Regions from separate parts of the Gossypium arboreum genome. Here region 1 is linked to region 2. The links are chromatin contacts, called in public Hi-C maps. All regions are on one chromosome and are shown on one strand. Each heading gives the region's core, a stretch centred on a gene start, on an enhancer-like site or on the middle of the called end of the contact. The rest is flanking DNA. Distances are from core to core; before and after follow the strand shown. Region 1 holds the start of LOC108458593 (thaumatin-like protein 1b). Region 2 holds the start of LOC108458452 (UDP-glycosyltransferase 73C12-like).

Evidence for each region. A called contact is a pair of places that touch in the nucleus more often than the background predicts.
Region 1: a contact with region 2 is called in a Hi-C map of leaf, with 3 times the contacts expected there. The contact joins the promoter of LOC108458593 here to the promoter of LOC108458452 in region 2. A contact is called at or near these places in 2 of 5 Hi-C or Micro-C datasets (both in leaf).

The regions. Positions count from the first base shown.
Region 1 is chr4:95,748,763-95,755,777 of ASM2569848v2, forward strand. It overlaps LOC108458593 (thaumatin-like protein 1b), which reads right to left and starts at 4,982. Exons shown (of 2, transcript XM_017758004.2): 1 at 4,830-4,982; 2 at 3,949-4,697. The coding sequence starts at 4,875. The coding sequence ends at 4,018. It overlaps LOC108457779, which reads left to right. Exons shown (of 9, transcript XM_053026451.1): 8 at 262-356; 9 at 446-709. The coding sequence ends at 541. LOC128291416 (a long non-coding RNA gene) reads left to right here and starts at 1,208. Exons shown (of 2, transcript XR_008281190.1): 1 at 1,208-1,347; 2 at 1,535-2,156.
Region 2 is chr4:95,549,322-95,555,508 of ASM2569848v2, forward strand. LOC108458452 (UDP-glycosyltransferase 73C12-like) reads right to left here and starts at 2,988. Exons shown (of 1, transcript XM_017757858.2): 1 at 922-2,988. The coding sequence starts at 2,496. The coding sequence ends at 1,048.

The DNA.
Region 1 (7,015 bases), core at 3,732-6,231, 200 kb after region 2:
ACTGCTTGTGGGGTTTGCAGTACCCAATTCTTAATGCAATGCTTCAACCTAATATGTTCCTATTTTCATCGACAAGCAAATATCAATTACATTTTCCTGTTTTCTTATCACCTGCAAAATCTGTTTAATTTCTAGAAAGAAATATATGTTATTTTGATAAATTTAGGTTCTACTTAAGATCTCTAATGCTTTTAATTTCCATGGTTTCACCAGAGAAAGAACTGTTCATCGTTCTTCTAAACCCAGCTTAATTTGGAACAGGTAAACATGCTTCATCATTATCAAGCAAAACTGGCAGTAATTTAGTCGGACAAGTAGGTAATAAGAAGGAAGGCAAGCCAAGAATTCATCTTAATGTGAGTAGCCACTCAAATTCTTGGCCAACTTGTCTTAAACTATTTGCTCGTAGCTATCATTAAAAGGTTTGATAATATTGTTTTTATAGGGTGCTAGATTTCCATTGAAATCTGGTGAAGGACCTCGGCGGCTAAAAATTATGCGGTATCTTGGTCTCACAGCTCCGATGGGATCTCCCTTCTAATCAATCACTCATTTAAAACTTGCTACAAAATGTTGTAAAAATGTCCAATTTTTAGTTCATATTACTACGATATGATTATTTTTATATTTACGTTTAGTAGGTCCATTATTTGTTGTCAATGAATGTGTTTGATAATGCATAGTAAATTTTTACTATTGAAGAAGAAAATTTTTTATAGTTTAATTATTAATGCGTTTGATAACTCATACTAAATATTACTTAATACGAAATTTCAAACAAAAAAGTGTTAAATGTAGATAGAGAGTTTCTTATGGTTTGGAATTTAGTTTGTAGACAGAGAAGTTCTTATAGTTTAGAGTTTAGGGTTTTAGGTTTGTTCTGGTTTGGGGTTAAGGTTTAAAGGTTTTAGATTTAGAACTAGGCATACGGTATGAGATTTGAGGTTTGGGTTTAGAGATTTAGTGTTATGCTTACGGTTTAGGATTTAGTGTATCTGAACTAAATTAGATATTTAGATTTAAGTCTATTCAGCGTTCTCTAAAATCCTAACTATTTCCAAATTATTTCCCCATCTCTAAAATTGAATTTTAATTATTTTTTCCCCATCTCCTTTAGGGACTTATTATACTACTATTTCCATATTCAATGACAGTATGTATTAATTAGGTGATGGAAGTGCGATTTGATGATGGGAAAGGTTCACGATGATGTTCTGTCTGTATTTGATTTTATTGCCATTTCCATTAGCCGTTTGTGAAAAGCTTGTTTCATTCATAGGTTATAATATGATGATTGATCGGTTCACATCAATGTTATATTGTGAGTTCTGTGATGTTTCCAAAGAGGTTAGTTATGCTTCAATTTGATAATTTGAGATTTATTCTATTCATGAATATGTTTCGAGTGCCCTGCTGTTGAAGTTTCTAAAGATTGATTGGTCAGATTAAGGTTTCCTGGTGATATGGGTAGCGGTTAATGATGACATTTTTTTTGGTGTTATCTCAAGCTTTTTGTTTGGTCTTGTTACCATAGGTGGCAGAGTTGTTTGGATCCATAATTAAGTGGGATCATGTTTGGAATGTAAGGCATGGAGTTGTGTTGCGTCATGTGGCATCATTTATTTGTTTGAAGAGGATTATAGAGTTGTGTTATTATGTGTATTTATCTCACTTATGGCATAAAGGTGTAAATGCTTGAGACACTGGAATTTTTGCTGAAACAGAATGCATTTCTTGTCATTGAGTCAGACTTTTGCGGTGTTATTTATTAGGTTATTTCTGTTCTACTTGAGCTTGGACTCCATGAGAAAGTAATGAAGATATAGATGGTTTAGTTAGAGCCATTGGTAGTGTTTGCTTTGTTTACTGCCTCGAGAGGTAAATTGTACTGTTGATGCCTTGGCCAATTTGGTATTGACAGAACCAGCATGTTTAAAATTTGATGATGGCTGCTTATGATGGAGATGCAGCTGCATTGTTTCTTTGTTGATCAAAGTTTTCTATAGTTGTGTTGTTTAATTTGCAGAATGTTGTATTGGCGTTGTAGTTGCTGCCATTCTGCTTGGAGGTCTCTTGTAAACTCGACCTACAAAGCTTTCAAGTTTTTTTTGTAACTCCGATTTATTTAATAAAATATGATTTGGCTTATAAAAGAACCAATATTTGTTTTCTGCAAAGCTTGTTTTTCTTTTCTGTTTAATTTAACATTTCTTTTTCATTGATAGTAGGAACCTTCAAAAGTTTACACAACTAGTATTTGTCCTTTTTCTATTAAGAGAACCCATTGATGTTGAAGAGGAAATGCATTCAATCCTTCCTAGCTAAAAAAATGCAGAAGTGTAGAATTTATAAGGACTATCATAATAAATTTAAGAAAATCTATGGTTATGTTTCTCTTCTATATCTCCAAAAAGATAGGTGAAAAACATTACCCTTTTTTACTTGTCCTAGTAACTTCCTTGGCCCGTACTAGAATTTGTTATCTTCTTTCTTGATTCATATATTTGTTTATTTTGTTTTCATTCATTATCATAAAATGTTGTCATTGTAAACTTGCGACAAAATTTATTTTTTTATCCATCAAAAGAAATAATCTTGGCAAGATTTGTAATTAGTTATTCCATTCAAATTTTCACACCCTATAACAAATTTCACAACATCCACTATTTTAATTCAATAATCAAGAAAAGTGAACAGTGAAATTTTCTAATGAAAGTATAATAAATTTTATCAGTTTAAAATTTAATTATTAAACAGTTTATTATTTCAATTTATTAAAGATGCACCACAAAATTTGTGAGTTTGAGATATATTTTTTGTAGGTATAATAATTTATTTGGACTTTCAAATATTTTATAAAAGAGTCATTTTAGTCTTCTATTTGTTTTTCCTTTTTTAGCCATTATACTTACACTGTTTTTCAAATCACCTTAAAATGGACAAAAAGTTAATTTCGGTTCACTTTACTAATGTGGCATACATATGAGCCCCACGTCAACAATTAATTAATTTTAAATTTAAAAAATAAAAATTATAAAATTATTTTCAAAAATTTAAAATAATAAAATAATTTTAAATTTTTAAAAAATAATTAATTGCTAACATTTTATATATGGATGCAACATGGATGTCATGTCAAGAAAGTGAATAGACGGTCAACTTTTATTTATTTATTTTGGGATGATTTAACAAACAATATAAGTTTAAAAATTAAAATTAGAAAAAAATTAAATAAAAGACTAAAATAACTTTTTTTATAAAGTTAGAGAACAAAATAAATATTATACTATTGTTTTATTCATGGTAATGGGCTGTGGCCATATGGTATATGTATCTGTGCTCAATCTTAAAATCTCAAGAGCACGGAAGCTGGGGTTGCGCCTTATCATCCTTGACTTAGACACCTTAGTTGCGACGCAGCTTATTCGAAACAGGTTATCAGCACAGCATCACTTCGAGGTTCTTCGAACTATTATTGGTCACCTACAGCTACCTTGGAAAGTTAAAAGTGCAACATACGTATAAAGAAGGGAACAAAGTGGCTGATCGATTAGCGTCGATGGCATACTAATGCTCGCTGGGGGTCCATTCCTTGTACCTACCGGATGAAGTTCTTCAGCATCTACATAATGATAGCGTCGGTTTAGCTTGTCTACAGCTAGGTTGATTTTAGTGGATTTTCTCCTCTTGTACACACACACACACACACACAAAAAGAGGATTTCGGACTAGCAGTAGAATAAGAAAGAGTACATCTATTTTTTTTTTTTTTTTTGAAGAGGTTAGCCACATTAATCCCCTCACCCTGATAGCTTTTCGTAAAAAGCAAATGGCTATCCACTAAATGTAAAAAAAGCCAACCTTAATACTATATTAGATGAGACATGAAAATAACAGGATTAAAAGTAAAATTAGAAAAACTATGAGAATTATGTGCAAAGCATATAAACAACAGTACTAACATTTTCTTTATTAATGAATGCAAAACAGATAAAGCCTACTCCTGCTGCTAAGGTTTCATGGACAGAAAGTGATAAGGTAATTAGGTGAACCAGAGCAGGTAAAAATGCTAGTTTTATCGTCATAAGCATAACTATAAGCCTGAGGGCACTGGTTCTTGAAAACCATCGAGTAATTTGTGGGTTCACATTTCTGGGGTGAATTATATTCACCAGAGCAACAGTACTTGGGCTGCTTGAAAGCTAGGCATGCGCTTTTGCAGGCTATGGTATTCCCATAAGATGCTTTAACAATCAGTTCTGGTGGGCAAATTGCATTCACATTTGCCGAACAGCTAGTTATGGTGCAGTTTGGACCCGAGCCGCCTTGTGGAGTTACTGAAACCGGCAAGTTAAAGCCATCTACTAGGCTGATATCATAGAAATCTTGTCCTCCATTTTGTGGTAAAGTGAACTCTACAAGGGTTGCAGGAGGGACTGCACCTACACCATTGCAGGCAACCTGGCCCGACCCACAGTTTGCAGTGGCACAAGTGAACAATCCGGAGGAGGTTGAGCATTGGGTTCGAGCCCAGAGTCTGCCTGACCAAGGAGCAATAACAGTAATGGCATTCCATGCTTGTGGGGCTAACTCGAACCCACTGTTGGACAATTGAGGTATACCAGCGCCAGTAAGTGTTCCTGGCCAGACAGTAAATGGACAGTTGTTTCTAGTGTAGAGACTTGCCATGTGAGACTCTGCAATATAAGAAAATGATAAAAATTCTAGAACCATTACGAACATTTGATAAGCATTAAATCTTGCAAATGAAATGTTGATGAGGTACTAGAGTTGCAGAGAAAGAATGGTACTTGAGGTTTGTTTGTTACCTGAGATTAGGGTAAGCAAGGAAAGGCCAAAGATCCATGACTTCATCTTTGCTTAAACAATTGATTAATTAATTGTTTCCTTTTCGTTATTTAAAGAGCCTTAGTATAAGAACTGATAGGCATGCCCCAGAAACAATATAATCTTCAATGCATACGGAATTGGATATTAACATGGACTATATAGACTTCTATCGCAACTAACTTTGAAAAAGTCGTGATTATATTTAATTTTACTAGAATTAACACTGCTTACGCTGCTGTTTTCTATTTTTAAACAAAAATAATTTTGAATTAAATTCTACTAATTTTTTATTACGAAATACTAATCAATGTTCAGTTATAAGATAAGGAGAGTAAGAAAGGAAAAAAAATTATGGTATTTAATTAATCAAATAGAGATACCAACAATGTTTTTTTTAAGTTTATATTTATAAATATAATAAATATAAATGAAATAAAACTCTACTTTTAATTTACATTAAAGTTCAACAGTACATCAAATGTCTTATTCTAGTGGGCATCCACTTCTATGATTATAAAATATTTATAACACTACTTCTTGGATGTCTATCTGTAGATAATGTGTCTTGTTAAACCTTATTCAGAGAAAAATCCTGTAAAAAAAATTGCTTAGTGAATAAAAAAAAAGTACACATAACTATAATACTCATCACATACTGTCTCATTAAAAACCTTACTAGGAAAATCCAGTGGGACAAAATCTCAATTAAGGAAAAAAAATTATAGCGTGTATTTTATTTCCCTCATGAGAACATCACATAATGCATACCAATTCCATTGACTAGCTTCTCAAATGTGTTAGTCAGCAGTGCTTTAGTGAACAAATCTGTCAAATTTTCACATGAACAAATTTGTTAAACATCTATATCACCATTCTTTTGAAGGTCACGAGTGAAGAAGAATTTCAGTTAAATATATTTTGTTTTGTCTCTTTTGATGTACACCCTCGTTTCAATTGAGCTATGCATGCTACATTATCTTTGTACAAAATAGTTAGAATCATTTTTTTGGATGATATAGAATCATTTTTTTGGATGATATACAACACATCTATTGGATATGTTGGATCATCAATCTTAACCAAACACATTCTTGACTCACTTCATGCATTGTAATTATTTCTTCATGGTTTAATGAAGTAGCAACTAAAATTTGTTTTGTTGAGCATTACGATATAGTTGTACCTTCGATTGTAAATACAATTCGTTTGAGAGCATGCTTTATGTGGATAAGGTAATTATCCTACATCTACATAGCCAATCAATTGTGATTTGAACCATTTGGATAGAATAACCTATATCAATCGATCTTTGGAGATATCAAAATATTTGCTTAACTCTGTTCTAGTGCCAACACATTGTAGAAGAACTAAATCTTGTTAATAAACTTTTGCAAATGCTATATCAGGTCGTGTACTGTTAGCAAGATACATCAATGTTTATATAGCACTAAGATATGGTACTTTGGGACTAATAAGTTCTTCATCATTCTCACGAGGACGAAAATGATCTTTCTTTACATCTAGTCATCTTACAATCACCGGGGTACTTAAAGGATGTGTTTTATCCATATAAAATTTTTTAAGATTTTTTCTATATAAGTTGATTAATGAAGAAGAATTTCATTTGATAAGTGACAAAACTTAGTTTTTCTAATATTTTTCATCTCAAATTCTTTCTTCAAATAATCAATTGCCTTTTGAATCTCTTCACATGTTCCAATAATACTCAAGTCAACAACATACACAACAATTATAACAAACTCTAATTTTAATCTTTTATAAAGACACACGAGCATGTTGGATTGTTTTTATAATATTCCTTCAACAGAACTCACTGAGTCATTTATACCACATATGCCTGGATTGTTTCAATCCGTATAAAGATTTATGTAAACACATCAAACAATTTTCCTGAGAATATTTACATGCTATTGACATTTTAAGTCCTTCAAGAATTTTCATATAAATCTTATTATCAAGTGATCCATATAAATAAGTTGTAACAATATCCATTAGACACAAATCTAGCTTTTCATGTATTGTCAGATTAATAAGATACCTTAAAGTAATTTGCATTCACCATTGGAGAATATGTCTCCTCATAATTAATAACATACCTTTGTGAAAAGCCTTGTGCTACTAATCATGATTTGTATCGTACAAC
Region 2 (6,187 bases), core at 1,738-4,237:
TCAAAACATTAAAATTGATTAAATTTTTTTGAAATTTTTATTTATTAATGGTCTCACCCGATTTGTTACTATAATATTGAAATTAATTAATTTAGTTCAATCTTCTCTAAAATTAAAAATTTTATTTTTATGTTTACAGATTAAAATCTAATCAAATAACTCAACTTACATAATTGTCTAATCTTGAATCTCCCAGAGAAAAGATTGTATGAAACCGTGATTTCATGTCATCTCTATTTCTTTCCAAGACAAATCAGATTCTTACTCCTGATTTTCGGCCTTTTCCTCTTGAAAAAATTCAAATCCAACTAAAAATGCTAAAAATCAAGAGAAAAAATATGATTTGTCATTCTCTTATTGGAAAGGGATAGGAATGATGTGGAATCACAGTTTCATATAATTCATTCTCGAATCTCCCATACTAAGCTAAAAGCAAAGGAAAATAAATACTTGCAATTAATCAAATTAATTAATTTTATCTTCCATGTCAAATAAAACCCAAAATTATTTTCATCACTTTTTTACCCCAACGAAAAACAAGTAATTAATTTAATTAATTGCAATGTTTTTTAAATACTTTAACATGGAAGATTTAAGATTATATAATAAAAAAATTTTAAGTTTAGTTGACAATTATTAAATATGAATTATTTGAGTTGATTTTGTTAAGAATGATTTAGAAATGTAAAATAAAATTTCAAAATTTAGAAGGAAATTAAATTAATTAATATCAATATTATAGTAATAAATCAATTGACATTATCAAGAGATAAAAATTTCAATAATTTATTTATTATGTTTCAAATCTAAAATTTCAAAATTAAAAAGAAATAAAATTTTCGACAATGAAATAAATAAATACAATATAACAACTTTTAAATGCATTATTCTAGTTTTTTCAACTTTCACTTCAACACTTAATTTTTAAAAAATTTCGTAGTTTGCTTTAATTTGATGTTTTGATGCATTATTCTAGTTTTTACAGTTTTACATCAAAAGGGAAATAAATACCCAGTTGTGGCCATCCGATCAGGTTTGAACCAAATCCTAACGCATTTCCTGAGATTGTTGGAGGATATCTTGTATTAACAGTGTAATATTCATGTAAGAAGACCCCCCCACTTCAACTGCTTTATTCGCCTCATCACCTAATTCTTTGGCTCGTTTTCTCATCTCTTTTCCTTCATTTCCTTGCTCCATCAGTTTGTCTATTGCATTTTTAACATGTTCCGTGTTTAAAATGAACCCAGATTTCTCATCTCCCAGCATCGTAGGCTTGTTAGCCCCAAGGTTGACTCCAATTTTCAGTATTTGTACTGCAAGTTTCTCGTTGCAGAACTGGTCTCCCATGAATGGAAATGTTATCAAAGGGACACCAGCAGAAATGCCTTCGATTATTGAATTCCATCCACAATGAGTTAGGAAGCCTCCTATTGCTGGGTGTGACAAAATGAGTACTTGGGGAGCCCATCCCACAACCACAAGCCCTCTTCCTTTTGTTCTTTCTTCGAATTCATTCCTTTTAATCCACTTGTATACTTCGCTTGCCGTTGGATTATTTCCTCTTAGGACCCAAATGAATGGCTTGTTCGATGCCTCTAACCCCAATCCTAACTCTATCAGTTCTGGACACTTTATAGTGCCTATGCTCCCAAGGCAAGCATAGATTACAGAGCCGGGTTGTTGAGAATCAAGCCACTTCAAACACTTCTGCCCATCGATTGAAGTTTTGTTACCTCTTTCAGCCATATCCAACTCATCTTTGTGGCTGAGAGACACTGGACCAATACACCAAGCTTTCTTTTCCTTCCTGTACTCTTTGACATAAGCTGATTCCAGCTCTTCGAAGGTATTTATGACAACTCCATATGATGCTCGGTCAGCTTCCCACATCGGTTCAAAAATTTCCTTCCAGGATCCATCATTGTCAAGAGGCAACTGGACTCTAGTAAATTCCACCTTGTCGGTCAAACCAGGCACCGTGAAGTATTCAGAATCAGAGGTTACAGTCTCATTTATCTTTGAGGACTGTATATTCCGCAAACAAAGAAGACAGAAGCAACAAAATCCATGGAAGGATATCCTTGGAACTTGGAACTTGGTAGCGATTTTGCGGGTGTAAAACAGGTTTATGTCTGAAATAATACAATTGGGGCGTGGTGTTAGCTTCTCAAATAATTTCAGCATTGCTTCTTCCATCTTGTTTGCGGCACTGACGAATTTGATCAAGTCCTCCATTGAATGCAACATGTCTATATTCTCAACCCCGTCTGGCAGTCCTACTTCTTTGCCAGGAAACTGGAGTTGCAGTAAACGTATGGGGAGCCCTGATTCAATGGCCCGGGCCACTGATTTTTGGACTCTGCCTGCATTGTAAGGTGTTGTAACTATAGTAACAGTCACGCCACGCTGCGCTAACAGTCGACCAATATCTACCATGGGGATCAAGTGTCCTTGAGCCATGAAAGGGATCAAGACAAAGTGACCTTGAGCCATTAAAGGAACCGTGGACGTGATCTGACAATAGAAGAGTGCCAAAATGTGTTATATAAGCAAAGTTTGGGGCTAATTTTTAGAATATGATAGTTGGCTGCTGATGTAAGAGAACACGTAACCATATTTTGTCCATTTTGGGTTGAAATGACAGAATCGTGGGGACCTTTCCGAAGTAAACTCTATTTCAGAATGAGTGGCCGAGTTTGCGGCCTAAAAGATAATATTACTTGGAGTCGAAGTCCTTGAAGATTCCAATCTAATGCTAATAATTAAAAGTACTTGGAGTCCAAGTCTGACTCGGAAGTTCTTGGAAATATCACCATGGGAGTGAGTGGTTAATTGGACTCACAAAATAATTGTCTTATAAAGTTATTTTTGTTAAATCATATTATTACTTACAATATATCATAAAATTTTAACATGTGTATGTTTTTTTATGTAATTTATAATGGTGTTTTGCAGATTTTTTTATAATAAGTTTATTAAGTTTATTTTATGCAATAATTTAATTTACAATCTTACATAATGAGTCACTGGAAAATTTAAAAATGTGAATTTTTTTAAGTTTATCACTATTTTTACAAATTAAATATACTATTAAAATTGAAATAAGTATTTTAAAATATATATTTGTTATGAATATTTTATTAAGTGTATGTTCCTCATGATCAAGATAAAATTTTAATGTACTTTAAATTCTAATAGTTATTAGAATTAGACCTCTAGTTCTTTTATACTTCTTATGCCTATAAATAGAGACCCTAATGAAGCATTGTAATAATATCCTTTTTATCAATAAAGTACATTCTTGCTTTCGTATTTTCTTTGTTCTTTATTCTCTCTATCTCTCTTTATTTTATAACATGTTATCAGCACGACGATTCTCTATTTTTTTCAAAATCTTTCGAAGTCATCCCATTGATCAATAAAATACATTCTCTATTACTTCCCATATTTTCTTTATTCTTTAGTCTCTCTATCACTCTTTATTTTATAACACAGATTAAATTCTTTTTCAACTTAAACTTTCACCCTTACAACTTCATCTTCGAGATGTTAAAAGATTCAATCTCAGAATGGATTATGGTTTTTATTCCCGATCTTTAATTTATTGTACAAGCATGGGTAAAGTATATATTTGTGCTCGTGATAATAGTCAAGGTGATGACGATGATGTTAAAAATCTTCAGGTATACTTTACTATATTTTATTTATTATATCATGTTTATTATAATTAGAGAATAATAATGACAACATGAATGGATAGACTAATTTAAAATCCACGCATGTTTGTGATGGTGATTATGAAATAAAAAATCAATAGAGGCATTTAAAAGTTTGTCCTACCAGATTTGTTACATTCCCTGAAGTAAATGCAAACATAAAGAAAATAAAAGATATAATAATTATGGACCACTAAAAGTGGGAACATAGTAATAAATAAGAGAACAATGAGAGTTCTCAAGATAACTCTTCAAAGGGTAAAGATAACTTATGTTATCAATGTGATATGAAATGTTATTGGCCACAAATGTGGTGTATGCCCAAATATTTTGTTTCTATTAATATTCTTTGAGGAATGATATGAAAATGTAATAATGAATTTTATAATTATAGATGGAAAATATTTATCTTATTTGTATCTGAATCAAACAAATATTATTCTAATATTTGATTGTACAAAATTAGTTGAAAGCTCCAGAAGAGCTAATATATTAATATCTAAAAAGCACAAAATTTGTGATGGTTAATTCATTACTTTTAAAAGATATTTGTAATGAATCTCATATTGAGATTGCGAATGACAAAAATATTATATTTCATATGAATAAAAAAAGGATTGGGTTATTAATTTATATTTATTTTATAATCTTTGTGATCTTTTTTGTCATCACCCCATTAAAGATTTGAAAGCAAAATATTTGAAAGAAAAATATTTGATTGTGAAAGATATACTTATAAGCAATAGAATATGATAATTTTATCTAAAGCCTATTATGGTTAGATGCACCTAAAGTTGCAAGTTTTTTTAAAAAGTGTGAGTATAACTCTACAATATTCAGAATAAGTTCTCAATTAAAATTACGTGAAAAAATATTATTGATGAGAACTTGCAAGAAAGAAAACTTATGTATGAAAAGTCATTGGTTATGTACATGTTGTACACTTGGAAAATAAGATCACTCTCTAAGTTTGCTATTAATAGATTTTTGGACATTTGAAGATTTGGCATATTCCCTGAAGCAAATACTGCATATAATTATTTGAAAATTATATTTATTGACTTAGTGGCATTATAGACTTCACATTGATTTAGACATTTAAAGTAATAAATGTCACAATAGTACTTATATGTGGATACAAATTAAAAGGAATGATAATAAAATCATCAAATTGTTTCAATTTAGTACAATTGAAACACATGTTAAAGTAAAACAGAAGTTTACTAATACAAATGCATTTACTACTTGACATGATCAGTTAGACCATCCTGGATCATATATGATGCTGAAATTAATAGAGAATTCATATGAACAATAATTAAAGAACCAAGAGATTCTTTAATTTAAAGAATTCTTATTTGTTTCTTGTTCTCGATAAAAATTGATTCTTAAAAACTCACTAGCTAAAGTTGATATTTGATATCTTACATTTCTGAAATGAATATGGGCCCATTCATCCACCATGTGGATGGTTTTGATATTATATGATTTTGGTAGATGCATCTACAAAATAATCACTTGCGTTATCAACTCGCAACCTGTCGTTTGCGAGATTGCTTGTTTAAATGATTAATTTCAGATTATGCAATTAAAACAATTCATCTTGCTAATGTTGGTGAGTTTACATTCCAAGTTTTCAATGATTATTGCATGTCAATTGGGATAAAAGCTGAACATCATGTAGCTCATGTTCACACACAAAATGATTTAGCTGAATTGTTTATCAAATGCCGCAAACTAATAGCTAAATCATTACTTATGAGAACAAAACTTTCTATTTCAGCATGAGGTTGTATTGATTTACATGTTGTACACATCAAGCCAATAAATTATAAATACTCCCTATTACAATTGATTATTGGTAAAAAGCCAAATATTTCCCATTTTACAATTTCTGGATGTGTGGTATATGTTCCAACTGCTCCACCACAACGCACAAAGATGAGTCATCATACGAGATTGGGGATCTATATTTATACAAGTCTCCTTATAATATTTTTGAGCTATTATTTCAATATTTAGTCATGACATGAGTTGTCAGTTTTCCCAACATTAGGGAGAGAGAATAAAAAGCTGAATTAATAAAGTACTTGAAATGAATTATCAATGTCTAAGATCCTAGTACAAAGCAATGTGAACTAGAAGTTCAATAGATAATTCATTTTACAAATCAACTGTGAAATTCATTAAATCTCACACACCAACTAAAAATGCTCCAATACGAATTGGTATCCTAATATGGAAAATTATTAATGCAAAAGAAAGTAACTCATGCCTGAAGCGTGGAAGACTGGTTAGTTCCAAAGATAAAAATCCTTGAAAAAAAAGGAGCAAACATTTAATATGATCATATAGTAGAGGCGAGGGTTTTCCTGAAGAGATCATATAGTAGAGGCGGGGGTTTGCTTGAAGAGATCCATGACATAACTAATTGTAAAACTCAAGAAGAGATTCAAGTACCTAAAAGT